Linked DNA regions of Zea mays: region 2 is linked to region 1. Evidence: chromatin contacts called from public Hi-C data. All regions are on one chromosome and are shown on one strand. Each heading gives the region's core, a stretch centred on a gene start, on an enhancer-like site or on the middle of the called end of the contact. The rest is flanking DNA. Distances are from core to core; before and after follow the strand shown.

Region 1 (2,925 bases), core at 422-2,921:
AATTGTGGGAGTAGCTAGTACGTTTTGGCACTTCTTTTTATATATCAACACGATACCTAGAATACAATAATGGTATCACTGCTATGATCAGTTTTACTAGAAAATCCACTAATTATGGTGGAGCATGTGTGTTTATTTTATTTAGTTTGATTTATATGTAAGCAATGTTTAATTTTAGCCCTCTCTCCCTCCCTTTTTCAGAAGTCCAACTAGTACTTGCCTCGATTTATAAGGTTACCCAATATATCTTAAATTTTCGGATGGACTTCCTATAGAAAAGCACGTTGATATTATTTAACTTGACCCGCCAAAATAATAATAATAAAAAAAGAATTGCTGGTAGACTAATAAATTTTCGGGCACGCAAGCAGAGCCCAAATGTCGTCCTACCTGCAGAAACTAATATTATATATTGCTATGCCGGTATTAATGTTTTTGCTCCATCTGAAATATCACCACCTACTTTTTTTATAAATGGTGATATCAATATATTGGTAGTACAACATATATTGCATGCAATCAATTTGGGATGTACGGCCGTGCAGGTAGTGTGCATTTGATACGAGTATTCGAGACACACAAAGCACGTAGTTCAAAATAAGCAGCATGTTCGCTTAATCGCTTGACTTTAATTCGTACCTGCTTCTACTGTTTTTGCGGTATCGTTATCTATATAAATGGTAACTGAAGCAGTCCTTACAATTGACTTTAATCCAAATCGAACAACCCTTCCCGGTCCCACATAGGTGTGTTGACTTACTGCACATAATTACGTAAAAAGGGAATATATATATATATATATATATATATATATATATATATATATATATATATATATATATATATAATCATTTTTGTTGACGATAAAATAAACCGTGTAGAAAAGTCACCCACCCGTTGGATACAGGGCCGGGCCAAGGCACGTGTGAGCCGTGCGCTCTCACAGGGCCTCCAATCCAAAAATTGAGGGCCTCAAAACTTAGTAGATGTATATATTCTAGTTTTATGATCTTCTACACATGTTAATATATAGCACATATTTTTCTCCCTACCATACCGCTGCGCTGAAGCGAAACTACCGAGCGCTCCACTAAAGAATAAATCTTCATACAATCTTAACATATCTGTCCGCGTGAATGAAGTTCTCTAAATTAAAGCTACTAAATTCATATTTGTGTTCTACTATGATAAAAAAAAGATGTATTATTTAGCCACAATAGCACTCGAGAGTGAAGCTTTGGAGAAGATCGAATATAAGCATATTGTACAAATTTTCTTTAAAACTCACCAAAAGATCGATGTTATTCAAATAAAATAGAAATGTTTCTTTAGATATTCTATTGCAATACATATTACTGTAACTTGCAGATTATTATTACTGGTTTTTTAATAAAAACATAAATTACACTGCTTTAGATTTGGCACGGGGCCTCAAATTTCTCTGGCCCGGCCCTGGTTAGATAAACTTTACAGTGGCCGCTGGGCGCTGCTCGGTGCTCGTCGTACGTATACTGCGGGTCGTCGCCGTCACTGATGCTGTGCAGCTACAGTGAGAGAACTACTTCTAATAATAATGAACTGATGAAGCAGCCAATATATACCGCGCTAGAGATCGTCAAAAAGGTTAATTGTGATTTACTAAAACATGAGGGGATCTGAATGTTTGATGTAGATATTTATATATATGGGTTTATTATTATATATATGGATCCAAATTACCTAGCTAGTTAAGCAAAAGCGAGTTTTTTTTTCTTATATACAAAAGGCTAAGACAAAACCAATGAGCTCTGCCTGTACTGAGGAGGAAGTCATCGAAAACTGCTTTTCATCAGCCGGTACTGTAGCCATCCCAAATTCTACGATCCATTAGCTACTGCACCTCACTAGTTGCCTTGTTCATCATCAGCCCATATATCTCCAATCCGGCAATCGTCCCAAGTAGTAACTGTATCAGGATCTCTCCATATCCCTCTCTACAGAGGGAGCTTCCAGCACACCAAACCCTACCTGTGTCTGTGTGTGCCTGCCTCTCTTTATCATCAGGAGCTTCCACTATTCCACACCTTCCTCTATCTCCTGCCCGGCCCCCTCGCCACCTCCACCGATCCAGCGCCATCCGGGTACGTCCATGGCGTCCACCACCAGCGATAGCCTCCCCTCCTCTCCCTCCATCCCCACCACCGACGGAGCCGCCGACCAAGAGTTCTCCTCCTCCCACTACCACCACCACAGCAGCAGCAGCAGCCTCTTCTTCCCGCCGCCGTCGTCCTCCTCCTCCTCCCAGCTGCCCAGCCTATACCTCGACTCCTCCTTCCACGGCCTCCTCCCCACTACATCTTCCCCCGCGGCGGCCACGTCGTCCCCTTCCCCTCCTCCACCACCGGTGCCGCCACTCCCCCCAGCAGCGCCCGCGAAGCCGGCCAAGAAGCGCCCGAGGGCCTCCCGCCGCCCGCCCACCACGGTGCTCACCACCGACACCTCCAACTTCCGCGCCATGGTGCAGGAGTTCACCGGCTTCCCGGCGCCGCCCTTCGCCCCCGCGCCGCCCCCCACCGTCCGCCCGCGGCTCCTCGGCGGGCCCCCGCCGTTCCTCATGCGCCCGTCGCCTCTCAAGTACCCCGTGCTGCTGCCTCCCGGTCCCAGCACCTGCACCACCACCACTAACACCACCCTAGCCACCGCCAGCGCCAGTAGTACGAGCTCCCTCGTGGACGCGCTCGCGCTCTTCACCAAGAGCAGCGCGACGCCGTCGGCCGGAGGCGGATCAGGGGTTCCTGATCATTACCACCACGGCGTCACCATGGGAGGGTTCAACTTCAACCCGTTCGATGATTTCGACCCACCGCCGCCGGCGGCGGCAGCGGAAGGTGAGACGGGGAGCGGCGGCGGCGGCAGCCATGGTTTCTTCTCCTCCTTCGCCACCGG
Region 2 (3,005 bases), core at 163-2,662, 130 kb after region 1:
TGAACATATGTAAATATAGTGGCACAACCCTTTATTTTAGATAAACATGGTTGTTTCATACCCAACTAAAGGATTTAGTCAGTTGTTTATCTTTTGCATATCTATGGTACTTATTCTATATATATATATTGATTGCTTAGACATATATAGTATTTTTTACATTTTATATTAGGATTTCCTATGCGCGCGAAGCGCGCGCTAGATATTAGTAACCTTACAACCTTACTAGTTACCTAGCACACTGCACACAATTCAGTAGACAACACTCAGGCCTCAACGATCCCCTACGGCCTGTGGTTCGGCAGCAGCCAGCAACTCTAGACTCCAGTCCTCCACGCATCGTCCAGTCGTCCGACCGGTGGGGATGGACTGAGCGGCGGCGCTGAGATCTCATACGTACTTCAAGAAGGGAGTGACTCGTACACAACACGCCGCTTAAAGGAATTCGTATAGCATATCTGCATATGTATGTTCGTATACATAGGCATACAGTTAGATGTAAAAGCTTAATTAATTCGTATATACAGTTAATATAGTAAAATAGCATTAGTAAGTTTCCTCAACTTGTTATATAATTCATTACCATAGGGATTTGCTACTCATCAACTAAACATAGGGTGAAGTAAATACAAAAAACAAACATAGGATGGAGTCACTATGGTATGTGTAACCAAACACATGATTTTTTGCTTTACTCTAAACCAAACAAAAAATAGAGCAACTCTATTTTAACTACCAAACACAAAAAACCGTTCTATCCTTATAATTTAGAACAGAGTCGTTTCATTCAACTAGACTCTGGAACCAAATGATACCTAAGATAGTGAGACACAGTACCCTAGTGAGATAGCCGGCGACTGGACTTGGGCGCATGAGGTACTGACTGCGGACTACAAAAGACTGAAGGAGGGATAGTTGAGCTGGACACAGTCCCCTATTGTTAGTGGGCCACGACCGGGGCTGCAACCCAGGCAGCTCTGGACGCACATCTGCCTATGCTTGCGGCAATGCGCGCGATACCAACTATTATTATTTGCTACTCAAGATACTATATATAGAGAGAATATATATTTAGATGAGATATAAATTAACTAATCTAAAAATAGAGGTGGAATTTTTTTAAAAAAATAACTAGAAGTGGGAGGATTATTTTAAAATATGATATTTCAAAAAATAATAATTTCACCATTATTTTTGTATTAGTTTGTATGATTTGCATCAATAAATTAGTTTACCTGATATACTCATTGTTTAAATATACCTGACAAAAACCATATACCTATAAAAAATGTCGAGAAGACGATGCTTGAGTTAGGCGAGATATTTGCAATGTCAGCATGATTTTCCTGGGACCCACTTCTTCAATTTGATGAGAGAGCTTAACGACATTCCGCCCCCACCTCCTCCACCTCATCAGTCGAGCCTCCGTGCACGACGCATTCGCCTTGATCTCCGATCCCTACCTTCATTAGGAGAGAGAGGAGAGGAGAGGAGAGGGGCAGGGAGATGGAGAGAGCGGCCCCCGTGAGGAGCTCCCACACCTCGACGGCTGGCCTGCTCGCGTGGCCTCACCCCGATGGCGCCGGGTCGCTGCCAGCACGCCGGCCTAACCAGGTGACCCGCTCTTCTGTTCCTCCGCCACCCGCCCCGCGCGGCGCGCTGCTTGTGATCGTCGTTGATCTCTTGTGGTCCCTCTCTCGCCCTGCAGCCGACGGAGGAATTCAGGAATGTGGTGTTTGGGGGGCAGCTCACGGAGGGGGCCGACGGCCTCAACAAGACGAAGAGGTGAGATAGCTTCCACGCCTTCATGGCCGGATCGGATTTCTCTCTCCGCTCCTGTGATTCGGAATCGGATCTCAAGTCGTTCAATGCGATTGGTAACCGCATGCATGATCCCCATGTGTGGCTGCTTATTCATTACGGTTGGTCCTGCTCTGATCATTCCAGGAAGACGGGCTCCTCGCCCAAGGGGAAGGAGACAACAGGGACCGGGATATCCAAGGCCGAGAGCGCCGTCGCAACTGCCTCCCGTGATCGTCAGGTGCACAACTTTGGATCTGCAGTCTGTGGGGTGGAACATTTTGTTTGGCATTGATCTCCTGCACAAAGTACTCGTTGTCTATGCTGGGGGTCTGGGGATAGTTCTTTTTGTTTCACGTGGCGTGTCGGCAGGATCAATGAAGAACGTCTATCAGATTTGTTGCATAAAGTGCCGGGACAGGTATCCGGTTTTGTCGATGTTCAATAATGCTATAGATCTTAGCATCCGGATACTAGAATTAGAGTTTTCAGTGTTCTCAAGCCCTCTTAGCAGATTTTTATTCAACAAAGCAGAAATGCAAACCTGATCGATTAAAACAGGACCTAGAGATTCTGCATTGTCACCACATGACTGATCTGGTTGATTAGAGATTCAGTTAACCTCTTATGCTGTTCTGTGTTGTTCTTAGATACTACTAGTAAAAAACGTAGGTCTCTTCGTGAAGAAAAATTGGTGCAAAACAGGAGTCTTATGTTATTCTTCATTCTTAAATAGTATAGTAAACAATATGTAATAATGTAAGTATCGTGATTGATGGGGGAAATGTAGGTCTGATTGTGAAACACGTACAATACATGTAATGCAAAAGTTGCAGTTCCAGCCATCATATCGTCGTGATCAACTATGGTCTTGGTTTTTTCATGGAAGGATGATCAACTTTATAATTAGCTACTTCACGTAACATACTAAAAACTTGGTCAGTAGAGTTCACAGCTGGAGATCTTTTGATGCTATTAGGATAATTGTATTAGCCTACTTTTCTACAGGTGTCTATGCCGTAATTTGTTGGAACTATAATTATGCACTTGATATTGTCTGCTAGAGAACAGGAAAAAACAAACATTTTCCTTCTAAATGGCATACGTATTACTTCAAAGAAATGAAGAAAAAATGATCATACCATTCTGTGTGATATGGTGAGACAATGAGCTTTTATAATCTGCAGGCTAGCCAGATCACCTTT

What was found. A called contact is a pair of places that touch in the nucleus more often than the background predicts.
Region 2: a contact with region 1 is called in a Hi-C map of ear, with 2.1 times the contacts expected there. The contact joins the promoter of LOC100276254 here to the promoter of LOC103639004 in region 1. A contact is called at or near these places in 8 of 25 Hi-C or Micro-C datasets (bundle sheath, ear, endosperm and 2 more).

Annotation. Positions count from the first base shown.
Region 1 is chr9:125,390,275-125,393,199 of Zm-B73-REFERENCE-NAM-5.0, forward strand. It overlaps LOC103639004 (proline-rich receptor-like protein kinase PERK2), which reads left to right and starts at 1,672. Exons shown (of 1, transcript XM_008661783.3): 1 at 1,672-2,925. The coding sequence starts at 2,129.
Region 2 is chr9:125,519,640-125,522,644 of Zm-B73-REFERENCE-NAM-5.0, forward strand. LOC100276254 reads left to right here and starts at 1,413. Exons shown (of 5, transcript NM_001150086.2): 1 at 1,413-1,614; 2 at 1,709-1,785; 3 at 1,948-2,041; 4 at 2,988-3,005. The coding sequence starts at 1,507.